Regions from separate parts of the Mus musculus genome. Here region 2 is linked to region 1. A link is a contact called in public Hi-C data. All regions are on one chromosome and are shown on one strand. Each heading gives the region's core, a stretch centred on a gene start, on an enhancer-like site or on the middle of the called end of the contact. The rest is flanking DNA. Distances are from core to core; before and after follow the strand shown. Region 1 overlaps Sdk1 (sidekick cell adhesion molecule 1). Region 2 has its middle 49 kb from the start of Gm30998.

Region 1 (6,666 bases), core at 144-2,643:
CATAAGTAGGCTGTCACCATCACATGCCAGTCCTGCGCTTGCAGTCTCCACAATTGGGAAGTGATGGTTTCTGTGGTGTGTGTTACAGCAGCCTGAAGCATCTCAGACTCAGCAGAGGCTGCTAGCCTGGAACCTGGGTAGCCAAGGCCAGAATAGAGGCGTTCTCTTTTAAATTCATTGAGCCAGACCATCATCAGCATACTCCAAGTAAAGGCAGGCAGCCTCTTATGTGGGAGCCTTACGATGGGCTAGCCGAGTCCACAAGGGAAGCTCTGTCACCAAGGACTTGGCCATTTGGGAGTCCTGGGGGATGGGGGTTGGGGTGGGGCTTGAAAAGCCAGAGGGAGGCCAAGAGAGCCAGTGGCTGAGAAGCCCCAGCTCACAGATTAGGACCAGAAGAATCCAGAAGGAAATGCAGACAGCTATTTCCCACTCACAGGATAAGAACATTAGGCTGGGGAGACAGCTCAGTAAGAACCCAAGCTCAGTTCCAAACTCGTGTAAAGATCAGGTGTGGTGGTGCATGCTACAGGGGGCGCCCTGGCATGGTACATTCAGTAGACTCTGGGTTCAGTGACAGACTCTGTGTCTAAAACCAAGGTGGAGTGGGCTTGGAAAGATGGGTCAGCAGTTAAGAATACTAGTTGCTGCTGCAGAGGACCCAGTTTCGGTTCCCAGCACTCACATAACAGCTCACAGTTATCTGGAACTCCAGTGGCAAGGGATCCAGTGTTCTCCTCTGATTGCCACAGGAACCAGGGACACAAGCAGTATGCGTACATACATGCAGGCAAAACACTGAAACACATAAAATAAGTAAATCTACAGTAAAGGAAAGAAAAAGCAAGCAAGGAAAGAAGGTGAGGCAGCTGCCTCAGGAGGGACAGCAAGGCTGACCGATGGCCTCTCACACATGCACAACCACATATGTGTATGTGGGCATTCACACACACACACGGTCGTGAACACAAACACACACAGAGAGAGAGAGAGAGAGAGAGAAAGAGAGAGAGAGAGAGAGAGAGAATTTAACAGTAAAGCAAGAAACAAGTGGAAACTAAAACTATACTAAGCAGGAAGAAAGGCAGCCTCCTTGAGAAAAGAGCTCCACAAATCCTGCCCTTCTCAAAGCATGCAGCCTCCTTGCCAGCGGAGATCAATCAAGGGCTAAGGAGAATCCCCTTAACAACTCATTAGCTTGCAAGAGTTCCGGATCTGCTCTGGGAACTGGCCTTTGGGCCTCCCCAAGCCTCTAGTTTCTTCCTGGTTGGGTTGTACCTTTGCCAGAAATGCAAACCCCATCTGTCCCTCTGCCGCCATGCCCTCCAGCACCCCTCGTTTGGGGAAGCTTCATTTGGCTCAGGCACAGGGACACCACTCCGAAACCACGGGGTCTGAGTATCTGCGAAGTTGCAAGTTTTCCTGCTGACGGCAGAGTTTCAGCCAGGCAGGGTGTGTGGGGCTGGCAGGTTTCCACATAGTTCTGAGATGTCTCCCCTTCTGCTGGGCTCCGAATGAAAGGACAGCTGCTTCCTTGTCAGTCCTTCCTCCATGTACCCTCCTCTCCATCTGTGTGACACCCTTGACATGGAGTTAATGACTGAAGTCCTTAGAGTGTAGGGTGCTGAGCAGACACCAGGTTCCTCTAGCAGGGACATTCAGTATCCTGCGTAGGCCACCTGATTTCCCCAAAGCTTCTCAGAGGCCCAGCTGAACCAAGAGACTTGTCTCATGCTCAAAACTGGAGCTGTGTAGAAACTGCTTGGCAGGGGTGGCAGGCTCTGAGACTTCTGCTTGTTAAATGAACACACATGTCCAAATAGGTCCCGCTTCCCGGCCAGCTGGTGCCAAATGCAGACTAGACGTGGTGGCAGGCAAGCCATTGGCCCTCCTGAAGGAGCCTGCCACCTCCTCAGAGGGATTATGCAGTCCTTAATGCTGTGAAGGACCTGCCCCTGCCGAGTGGCGTTTGAAACACAGGCATTTCAGCTTCTATAATAAGCATTGTAAAGTACTGTTTGTCGGCTTTCAGAGAATAAAGGGGAGAAGGCCTTTCTAAATCCCATCTTCCCTGTGGGAGCTTCAATTTGTTTTATCATTAGAGTCCTGACTCACTCTGTGTCCAGTGTGCTGGTAGTAGCAAGTCACTTACTTCCAGAACACTCTAATGTGAAGGCCTGGAAGTTCACTGAGTCAGAGGAGCCAGGCAAGGATTAAAGAGTCCTGGTCTCCTTAGATAAAGACATAAAACTTTCAGTTATAGGAATGTAAGACTCTTTGCCAGGTTCTACAAGAAAAGCCAGTGGTTTAGGCAAGAATGAATCTTTGGCATCCCATGCCAGCGGCCCCATATGTTGTCCTGGTTTTTAAAAATAATTCATATGATCAATTGCATGTTAGATATACACGACTGAATGCCAAGTTTTACACTGGACCCCTGGGCACAGGGGAGAGTGGGAGCTAATACCTAAGTGTGAGTGGAATAACAGTCAGGCAGGACTGCTACAAAGTTTGCCCTGTGGCTCTGGGAGCCACACTCAAGCAGGTGGATGCTTTGCCATTAAGGGGCTGAATAGTAAATCTTTTCCTGACCACATGATCTCTGTTGTATGTGTGCATCTCTGCCATGAAGTCACAGTCATTAGCAACATACAAACTAAGGAGCATGCTTGTGTGCCAATAAAGCTTTATCAACAACAATAACAACAACAAAAAGAAAGAGAGAGAGAGAGAGAGAGAGAGAGAGAGAGAGAGAGAGGGGCGGGCCAGATTTGTCCTATGAGCTCAAGTGTACCGAGTATTGAGTGGAGCCTTGTTTGATAGGCTGTTTGCTGGCTGCCAAGCATTATAGAAATCTGATTTCCTGAGTGTTGATTGGCCAGAAGCTGTCATGTCAGATACTAATGCATAAAGTTGCTAAGCTACAGGTTAAGGTTTTGCTGCTCTTGTAGCCAGCTTTCTTTCCAACATCAGTATCTTCTTTCTCGCTTCATTATGTGTGTGTGTTCTTGTTTGTGGGTGTTTGCATGAGTATGCACATTGAGGCCAGAGGTCAACTCTCCACCTTATTTGTTGAGACAGGGTCTCTCACTGAACCTGGTGCTCACCAATTAGAACCAAGCTGGCTAGACAGCAAGGATCCTCTTGTCTCCCCCTCCCTAGCACTGGGTTACAGGCACATGCCATCCCAAGCCTCTGGCTCTTTTATGTGAGTTCCCAGGGATCGAACCAAAGTCCTCACACCTACATGGCACGTACTTTACTAACTGAGGCATCTCTCCAGCCTGGAAATTCTTCCTCCTGCTGATGCTACAGACTTTGAGTCATATTCTCCTCTAAAGCCATTTTACTGTCCTGCTGGGTCCCTCTTTGACAAGCCAAATGAGTCTTTGACACACACTGTATTTGTATGAGTTACGTTGAAGAATATGACCCGAACCTGACAGAGGTGGGTGGGAGATAGCCTGAGGTTGCAGGATGGGGACATCTGCCCGTGCAGAGAGGGAGAGCAGCAGCTGCTGTTCGTGGATGTTTTCAGAAGAGGGAACCAGAGAGCAGGGGGTAGCCATCTTTAGAGGCTTCCAGAAGCAGTAAAGCAGAGAGCAGGTGCTCATGGAGGCTTCCAGAAGTAGGAGCAAGAAAGTAGAGGCAATTAAGGAAGCTTCTAGAAGGGACTGACAGTTGCCTAGAGAAGGCAGGAGGAGGAGCAGACGTGTTTGAACCATATTGGAGAACTTTCATGGACAGAGGTGCCTGAGGTTATGTGGTGACTTCAGGTAACAACAAGCAGAGATTTGGGGAACATGGTAGGCAGAGCCAGACAGTGAGATAGTACCCACTGGTCCTGGCAGTCACCTGTCCCACCTCCAACTCAGAGACATGCAGAAAGGGGAGGGAAAGGTCAGGGATGTGTGACCATGGCTCACACCTCAGTCATAGTCCATTGTCCCAGTTGACTTGCTTAGAGCCCTGAAATCCTAGGTTGAACTCAGCAGAATGGAAGACCAATAGCAAACCAGACATCCCTCCATAGTGTGTAGTGCACACACCAGCTATGGGGCAACAGCAATGTGGGGGAACTGCAAATGAAAGACCTTCATCTTCTTCTCACAACACTGGCAGACTCAGGGGAGAAATACGTAGGGACCCATGGTCCTGTCCTGCTGGCTTTGGCCCTGATAGCATGAAGCTTGATCTTTGTTGATGGAGTAACAGGCTCCTGTGCTCAATGACAATAGCTCACTTGAGCTGCCTATCTCCCAGTCTTGCTGCCTTTCAATGGCCAGCCTTGCCTCATCCTCTCCTCTGAGTTGAAGCTCAAAGGGTTGCCACTTCTCTTCCAATCCATTTGGTCACATGACAGGATGGCCCTGAGTTCTAGAGCCACCACCCTGATCCATGCAGCCCCTGTGGCAGCATACATGGCAGGTGACACCTGACCAGGTCCTTACTGGGGCCATCTCCAGGGTCAGAGAAGCACCTAGAACCACCTTGAGCCAAGATGGAAGACAGACAGAGTCAAACGTGCTGGGCATGGAGGCTGAGGAGGCCGTAGAGGATACCTAGGACTAGCCTTCATTCAAGGAGGGTTTGTGAAGCTGGGCCTGGAGAGCAGAGACAGGCAGGGAAAGCATTCAGTCAGGCTGTGGAGACTCGGAGGATCAATTAAACTCTGTGAACATCCTCTGCTTCTTCACTTAGCCACAGAAGACCAGTGAAATAAAAGATATAGTGGTGGCCCTCTCTGCAGAGCTCAGGTGGCAGGAGCAGAGGCTAGACCTCCAGAGCTATCAAGATTCAAGGGGGATGTGAGCACTCTCCTGTTGCAGCCTTGCAAGTGGCCATCTCTCTCTCTTTATTGCCCCGTTTCAGCTGCCTTGTTCACTCGCAGAATCCCAGCTGCTCATTAGCCACTCTGACCTCTGGCTCTTTCTCTACCGGGTGTTTCTGGCCAGCATCCCATTTTAAGTGCTAAAACTTGAGGTGAGATTCACAGAACACTAATTTCGCCATTTTAAAGAGGACAATTCCTAAGGTTGTAGATTCCGAATGTATTTCTACCTCTTTCAAATGAGTCTCAGCACCTGAGACTTGTCTCCAAGAGCTCTTGCTCCCCTCCCACCCCAACCCTTTTCCACCCTACCCCTGCTCCCCTCCCACCCCACGCCCCTCCCATCCTATCCCACCCCTGCTTCTCTCACACCCCAACCCCTTTCCACTGAACACTGCTACCCCATCCCCCGGCATTTCAAAAAAGAGTCTCTTATGCTCTGTGGATTTGGGGACAGGCTTCTTTCACCCAGCACAGTGTTTCTGAAGTCTGTTCACCTAAAAGCAAACGCCAGTGCCAGTGTCCCATGCCTCATCATGGTGAAGTATGCTCCTTGTTCATCTGGAGATATGTGTCTTATTTTTACCCTTGAGCTGTACTGCACAGAGCACTGTGAACTGGTGTGTACAAGTGCCTTTAGGTGTATGAAAGTGAATACAGCTGTGTGAAGCTTCACATAAGTGTATGGAGGAGCATATAGGTGTGTGCAGGTATGTACACATATGCTACTGTATATATAGATATATAATTGTATGCTACTGTGGATACATACATATATACAGGTGTGTATGGGCACATACATGCATGCATGCTGTTAGTCATGTTCAGATAAATACAGGTGTGTGCAAGTGCATACAGCTGTTTGAAGGTATTTACATGGTATGCAGATCTATACACAGCTTTTGAAGTACATGTTACTATGTACATGTGCATGAATAGACATACATATACAAGCACAGGTATTGTGGGTATACTCATGTGTGCACAGATGTGAGCAGTCATATTCAGGTGAACACAGGTGTGTGCAGATACCAGTGTGTACACATGTGCAGGTGCATTCAGGTGTGTGCCTTAGTGTATGGGATGTGGTGTCCGCCTCGGTCCCCTCCCAGATCTGCAGTGCTTTTTCTGCTTTAATCTGGTCTACCCACATCTCAGGCTGCCTCTGCTTGTCTTCAGGAAGCAGGCTGCTAGCATTCTTGCTTGCTAGTCCTCCGCGTCCTTCATCCTTTGCATCAACTCTGCATCTTACCAAGGTTGCCACCCCACATACAACACCCCCACCCCCAGTGGCTTGCCCACCTGCCAACTCAGTCTACTCTGTGAACTTGATGAACACAAGGCCTGACTGGTCATTTAAGTCACTTACAGAGTATTAAATGCCAGGACAGGGCTGATTCTGGCTGAAGTGACTGTCAGCCCACCCTCTGTTTGTGCCCCCATGATCCCTGGGATCACACAGACCACTCAAGGAGCCACAGACTGGAGGACACAGTGGTGTCCCCTGTGGGTTCTGTGTGAGACAGTCCAGGGTGGCATCAACAGGGTAGGTGAAGATGTGGCTGACTTGCCCAGGCAGGTCACGGGAAGTGTGAGTGTCCAACTACTAACTGAGTGAGCCATGGGACATGTTCTCAGAAGGAGAGGAGAATGTTAGGGGAGTCCTAGGGACAACCCAATGGGGCCTCACAGGCCAACTTGGAAAGGACAAGTGTCTGTAGACAATCCTCAGACTAGCTCTGCCGTGAGGTGCTTGTGTGTGTGTGTGTGTGTGTGTGTGTGTGTGCATGTGTTCATGTGTGTGCATGTGTTTGTGTGTATATGTGTTTGTGTGT
Region 2 (6,822 bases), core at 2,339-4,838, 240 kb after region 1:
TCACAGTCAGAAGCTATTCTGAGGAAGCTGTTATGAAAAAAAAAATTAAGTACATAACACATTTCAAATATCTCTCCTGTGGTGGTTTGAATAAAAATATGCATTCTCATAGACATAGGGAGTCACTATTAGGAGGTATGGCCTTGTTGGAGGAAGTGTGTCACTGGGTAGGGGTTTTGAGGTTTCAGATGTGCAAGCCAGGTGCAGTGTGTCACTCTCTCTCTTTCTGCTGCCTGCAGATCCAGATGTAGAACTCTCAGCTCCTTCTCCAGCACCATGTCTGACTGCAGGCTGCCATGCTTCCTGCCATGATGATAATGGACTAAACCTCTAAACTGTAAGCCAGCCCCAATTAAATATCTTCCTTTATAAGAGTTGCGATGGCTACAGTGTCTCTTCACAGCAATAGTAACCCTAATTAAGACATGCCCCATGCCATGTGTACTAACTCCTTATGTCTTTGTGGGCGCTCACACAAGCGCGGGCGTGTGTGTGTGTGTGTGTGTGTGTGTGTGTGTGTGTGTTGTGGCTTTGGTCATGGCAGGTCCTACATGACTTTACCCTTGGAAAGGAAAAGAGAGTATGAAAGTAGGTCAAGTCCATCCTGTAATACAGCTCTGAGCAAGGCATTTCTTGAATGAGCGCCGTATGCAGAGACAGGCAGGGCCTGACAAGTAGGCTGGAGTACCAAGAAGGAAAGAGAGATGCCCAACCTTCACAGCCTGTTCCCATCACCCACTGGGCATCTGCAGAGCGGAGTAAAGGGTTAAAGCTGTCAATAAAAGCCGGCCTCGGGTCTCTGAAACGTAACCTAGGAAACTGTTACCATAACCCACACAGTTGAGACCCACACAGAAGAGAAACAGTGCCTCTAACAAAACAGGTAGCTCAGGCATGTGCCACCCCAACTGTGTGACCTCCAAAGTTAGAGATCTTCCCTGCCACTAAGAGCTGGTGAAGTCAGAGTGCCTCTTTGGGTGTTTCCTAGGCAACATCCAAATGTTTGAGGCACCCTAGTACCTTCATGTGAAGGCATTACAAAAGAAATGAAATTTCCCTTTGTGTTGTCACAAAGAATAGCACACTGGGTACCTGTGCTTCACCCCAGGGTGCAAGCTGTGGAATTTCTGATGAGACATCCTATTAAGAACTTCTTCAAGACATATCTCCATCTTTCTCTCTCCCTGAAGGGAAAAATAAATTCAGTGTATCCATACAGTGTATCTACAGCTGCATCCAAAGTACCTGGAGGAACGACTCAAATTATTCATTTTGGCTCATGGTTTCTGGGGCTTGGTACATGGTCACTATAAGACTGTTAGAACCCAGCTGCTGCCCAGACCTCAGAACCTGCAGCCACTCTCTCCTCTCACAGATGCCACAGCACATCAACTGTCTGTCCATGGTTTTAGCAGCTCTTCTAACCAACTCTCTGTCCCTAACAATCCACCTCAGTGACCCCCCCCCCCGAGACCTGTATCAGAGACTTTTCAGTTGTGTGGCTCTGGGTACTGGGCAGAATGTCATGATGGCTGGGGTGTGTGGTGGGCATGGTTCTTAACTTGACAACAGACAAGAAGAGAGAAAAAGAAGTGTCCCAGAACAAGATGCCTCCCAGGACACACCTCAAGCCACCTCCTCACCAGGAACTACTACTTCCAGCTAGACTCAACTTCCAAACATTTCTGGAAACTCCCAAAATAGTGTCCCCATCAGGAACCAGTCATGCTGCCAGTGTAGGTAGGGGTGGAGTGTTTAAAACTGTCTAGGGTGGCAACTGTGTTCTTTGAGAAAATGGATACCAATGAGACATCTGTTGGCTTAGCTCTTCTCTTCCAGTTGGTGTGAGTATAACTTGTTATATCTTGGCCAGGACGCGGAAACAACATCAGATGGAGTGATGAATATGGTTCAGTAGATAAAGTGGTCACGGCACAAGCATGAGGACCTAAGATCAAGGCCTTGGTGCCCATGGAAAAATCCAGGCACAACATCGCATGCTTCTAATCCAGGTACCACAGCACATGCTTCTAATCCCAACACAGGGCAGGGAAGATGGGTAGACTCCAGGGACCAAGCTAGCCAGGCTCACCTAATCATCTAACTCCAGGACCAGTGAGAAACCCTTGTCAGAGGCCACACACATAGGTAGCCTCGGCAACCCCGTCTTGTATGGAGTCTCCACCTCGTATTAGGCTGAATTCTAAGAAACAACCAAATTCCCAGAAACGGCTCCTAGCCCCAGGTTTCCCACATGAACTTAGCCTAGGCTTAGTTGGTCAGCACCCAGTCAGGACTGAAACCTAGCAGCTGCTAAAGTGGCTCTGACTGACTGATCTCTATCCAGACTCGGTTGTCAGAAAAGCCATCTGAGGTATTTGACAAGTATTAACACACTCTAAATGCCCGGTGTGAAAGACAGATGGAAATGTTCAGCCCTTACCTCTTACCCCTCCTGTTTGTTTGTTTTTGTTTGGGGGTTTTTGTTTGCTTGCTTGTTTGCTTGCTTGCTTGCTTGCTTGCTTTAAAAGGTTACTCTGTCCTGCCCTGCTGACAGAGTTTGAATCCTGAACCCAGCCATCTCCCTGATATACAAGACTTTGAATAAAGAAACTTTTGTTGTCTCAGACTTGGTTTTCATGGTGATTTATTCCCACCTTCTCAGGCTCTAATACCCCATCTCAAAAAAGGAGTGATTGGGGCTGGAGAGATGGCTGTTCTTCCAGAGGTCCTGAGTTCAATTCCCAGCAACCACATGGTGGCTCACAACCATCTGTAATGAGATCCGATGCCCTCTTCTGGTGTGTCTGAAAACAGCGATAGTGTGCTCATATACATAAAATAAATCTTTTTTTTTTTTTAAAAAAAAGGAGTGATTGAGGAAGACACCTCTGTCCTCCACATGTGCATACATGATCAAACACATACATACATGCGCACACACATACACACATATACACTACACATACCATACACAAATGCACACACACATACACACATGCACACATGCATACACACACACACACACACACACACACATGGGGGTTCTCAAATGTGCATATAACTAAGAATAAAACAAATCCTGAGTTCAAATGGGCCTCTTCAGCCCTACATTAGCAGCCTTTCTTGTCGCTATGACAAAAGTAACACAAGGACAGAGGGTTTATTTTAGCTCATGGTTGACAGGCTAGAGTCTATCTTGGTGGGCAAAGCACCCACCATGGTCACGAGGCATCTGGTCACACAGTGTCCACATCCAGGAGAGAGGGAAATGGGGAGTGCTGGTGCTCAGCCTGCTTTCTCCTCCCCTCTGAGGTTTTCCTTTGTATTCGACCTGGGATTCGATGCAGCGCAGCCCACACGCCTCAGCTAACTCTATCCAGAAATGTCCTCACAGACTTGTCCAAAGGTGTGATCAGTGAATCACAGGACACTTCAAAGACACCCCCGGCAGCTGAGGACCAAGTGTTCAAACCCAGGAGGTCATAGGAGGCACTAGGAGCCTGTGGGAGGATGCTTCAGACTCGAGTCACAAACAACAGAAAGACCTTGAGAGCCATCAGTGTGGTCACCAGCAGCTGCTGAGGGGTGACTCAGCCCTCGGTAGCTGGCATCGCTTCCATTCACAGTGTGTTCCGAAGAGCTGGGTGGATGGATACTCAGCCAGCACCAAAATAGAATTCTTCAGAGACAAGACAGCTGAAAGGGCCTGGGAAATCTCCGGCAATTCATACCGCTGCAAAAAAGTAAACTCCCGCCTTGCTTCCTGAATTTCAGAGTGATTTCTCCCTGACTTCCTCCTGTGGGCTTTTGTGAGTCAGCTTCACTGAATATCCCTGGTGGAGGGGCAGTTTTAGGGTAACAGGCGTGAGGGCGCAGGGGCTCCACACTTCCGTGGGATCAGCAGCAGTAAGGGCAGGTATACAGAGGTAACAAATGAGCAGTAGCCCAAACTAAACGTGGCCCCACCCCTCCTCACAAACATGCCAAAATCACTTTTAGACTCTACATCTTTGATGCTTTATATCCATTTGTCTGTCTAGAGACAGAGTCTTGCTATATTGTCCAGGCAAGCCTCGAGTTCATAATCCTCCTGCCTCTGCCTCCTGAGGGCTGGAATTACAGGTGTGAACCACCCTGCCCAGCTATGTGTGTGGCACACATGTGAGTGTGTAAGTATACACACGCACGGAGGTCAGAGCAGAATGCTGGCTGCCTTCTTCAGCTACAAGGCAAGCTCAAGGCCAGCCTGGCCTACATAAGATTTTGTCTCAAAACAAACGAAGTAACAAACCCTGGATTGGTCCAAAGGCCTCAGCCACTAGATTACTCAATTTTTTAGAAACAGGATTTGATACATCACTCAGGTTAACCTGAGCTCAGAGTCCAGCCCAGGCAGGCTGACTTCAGCCTTATGACCCTCCTCCCTCAGCCTCCTGAGTGAGCACCTGGATTACACACATACACCACCAGCACACTAATTTATTTCTCTAATCAAATACAATGTTTGCTCAAATGTCATCCATCAATGTTATCACTTTTACTCGCTCTCTCTCTCTCTTTGTGTGTGTGTATCTGTCTGTCTGTCTCTCTCTCTCTCTGTTTGTGTGTGTGTGTTTCTATCTGTCTGTCTGTCTCCATGTCATTTGTTTGTCTGACTGCCAGATGAGCCTATTCTCCTTCTGTCACACTTACTTATTTTGTGTCATGAGTTTTCTCTTTCTAGAACCCCTCATGTCCTGAGGCTTGGCGACAAGTGCCTTTTCCCACTGAACCATTACACAATTCCCAAGCCTACTATTCTCTTTTGCCTGAAGTTCTACGGGTTGTGGCAGAGGTAACAGAAGCCGAGGCAGATACCGAGGAAGTTTTAGATTTTGACTGTCAACTTAATTGGATCTGGAATCAGCTAAGACACACACCCTGGATGGGTCTTTGAGGATGTTAGCAGGAAAGATTGACTTGGGGGTGGGGTAAATGGGTGGCACCGCCCAGGGTCTGCAGGGAAGACAGCTGCTCACTTGCCTGTCTCATCTTCTGGCTCGTGAGTGCATCTATCCTGTTGCCACCATGGCTGTGCCGCCACCCTACACCCAACATCGGAACCGGGCATCTTCCACTTTCTAACATGGACTGAAGCCCAGCAGCTCACCAGGAATCATCCAGGCCGGCAGCAGCAGACTCACAGAGTGAGTGTTTTTGTTCTCCATTTCTTCAGCATACAGCCAGCCAGGGATGGGCTACCCAGCCTCTGTTGTGTAAGCCAACTAGCAAATCCCTCTTTTAATGTAAAATCACTCTGCCGGGTCTATTCCTCTAGAGAACCCTAAACACTTCTTCAACTCAGTGTTCACCCATTCACAAGTCCTTCCCAGCATCTAAAGAGACCAGGCTCCTGCCATCTTTTTTCATGGCTAAATGCAATACTGACCTTAGCTCTCACTCATCACCAGTTGAGCAGTGCAATCTTGAGTCTCCTCTCAGTTCTACAGCCCATGCAGAGGGTCACATGACCTCGGCAGACACGAAAGTGTCTGGGTCAAGACAGACGGTCATGAAGGATAAGCAACGCTTGAAGAAGACATGGCAGAGACCACAAGAGAGACATAATCCCAGTCAGACTTCACACCTGCCAGCTGAACAATAGCCAGTACTTAGCAGCCCACTGAGTACCCTCTGCCAGGGCCAGGATCTCTTCCTTTGGCCTGGCTGGGGTGGGGGGTTGTGTGAGAACCCAGCCTGCCACCTTTGCCACCCAGTTGACCAGACTGCGTGGTCAGCACAAGAGGCAGCCTCTGGCTCTGGAGACCTGGCCATTCGGTAAAGTTTTAGCTGCACAAGCATGAGGACCTGAGTTCAGTCCCCAGAACCCATATAAAAGCCAGGGCATAGCGGTGCATGCTGGAGTTTGTCAGCGAGGTTAAACTGGCAGAGCCTCCTAGCCTAGGGATCCCTCCGCCTCCGCCTCCGCCTCCGCCTCCGCCTCCGCCTCCGCCTCCGCCTCCGCCTCCGCCTCCGCCTCCTTGCCCCCCACCCCCCCGCCCGCATTTCTGGGATTACAAGGGCAGACCATCATACCTGGTTACTGGACACTGAACTCCAGGTCCTCACACTTCCATGGCAAGCACATTAGTGACTGAACTCTCCCAGCATAGATTTTTTTTTTCTAGTGAGTTTTGTGTCGAGACAAGACATCACTATGTAGCCCAGGCTGACCTTGAGTGATTCTCCTGCCTCAGCCTCCTGAATGCTGAATACATACGTCACCATGCCTAACTGGAAGATTGCTGCTCTGTGTGTACAAAAACTAAAGTGGCTTGGGTGTCCTCCAAGCCCAGAGATGTTGCTGGGACCCTGAATCCCAACGCTGCCTCCTGATATCTCCATCACTCGTCCCTGCTAAACGCACTTCAAGTGATCTCACACTACAAAATCTTTACTCTGGAAAGCCACAAAAAATTTTCCTCCATAAACAGTATTGCAACTTGGGTCCAATGACGTGGCTCAGTGATCAAAGGCACGTGCTGTGTTTAGTTTGAGAACCAATTTCCTTAGGTTGTCCTCTGAACTCCACGTGCAATTGAGGTACATGCACAGATATATACAGATATAGATACAGATGTAAACTTAGATGTAGATATAAATGTAGATATAGATATAAATATATAGAAACATATATCAGCCTCTGCATCAGCCTCTCAAGTACTAGAATTGCATGTAAGGCATAGATCACCATAAATAACCTATGGTTTTATTTTCAATGTTATTATTGTTACTATTAATATTATTTATGGGGGGGGGGGTCGGGGGCAGAGGTCAATC

Evidence for each region. A called contact is a pair of places that touch in the nucleus more often than the background predicts.
Region 2: a contact with region 1 is called in a Hi-C map of cerebral cortex, with 3 times the contacts expected there. The contact joins two enhancer-like sites. A contact is called at or near these places in 1 of 39 promoter capture datasets (embryonic stem cells), 1 of 15 datasets of contacts at CTCF or cohesin (embryonic stem cells), 29 of 484 Hi-C or Micro-C datasets (the HL-1 cell line, cerebellum, cerebral cortex and 6 more) and 1 of 9 other capture datasets (embryonic stem cells).

Annotation. Positions count from the first base shown.
Region 1 is chr5:142,073,573-142,080,238 of GRCm38.p6, forward strand. The region is part of intron 22 of Sdk1 (sidekick cell adhesion molecule 1); the gene reads left to right. Among named protein-coding and RNA genes, the nearest start is that of Gm52792, 58 kb to the right of the region's middle. Within about 2 kb of position 1,394, at least 34 of the 459 cell types and tissues checked have an H3K27ac peak or open chromatin away from gene starts, as enhancers often do. A contact at or near this core is called in cerebral cortex, where this site is marked.
Region 2 is chr5:142,310,528-142,317,349 of GRCm38.p6, forward strand. No RefSeq gene overlaps it. Among named protein-coding and RNA genes, the nearest start is that of Gm30998, 49 kb to the right of the region's middle. Within about 2 kb of position 3,589, at least 30 of the 459 cell types and tissues checked have an H3K27ac peak or open chromatin away from gene starts, as enhancers often do. A contact at or near this core is called in cerebral cortex, where this site is marked.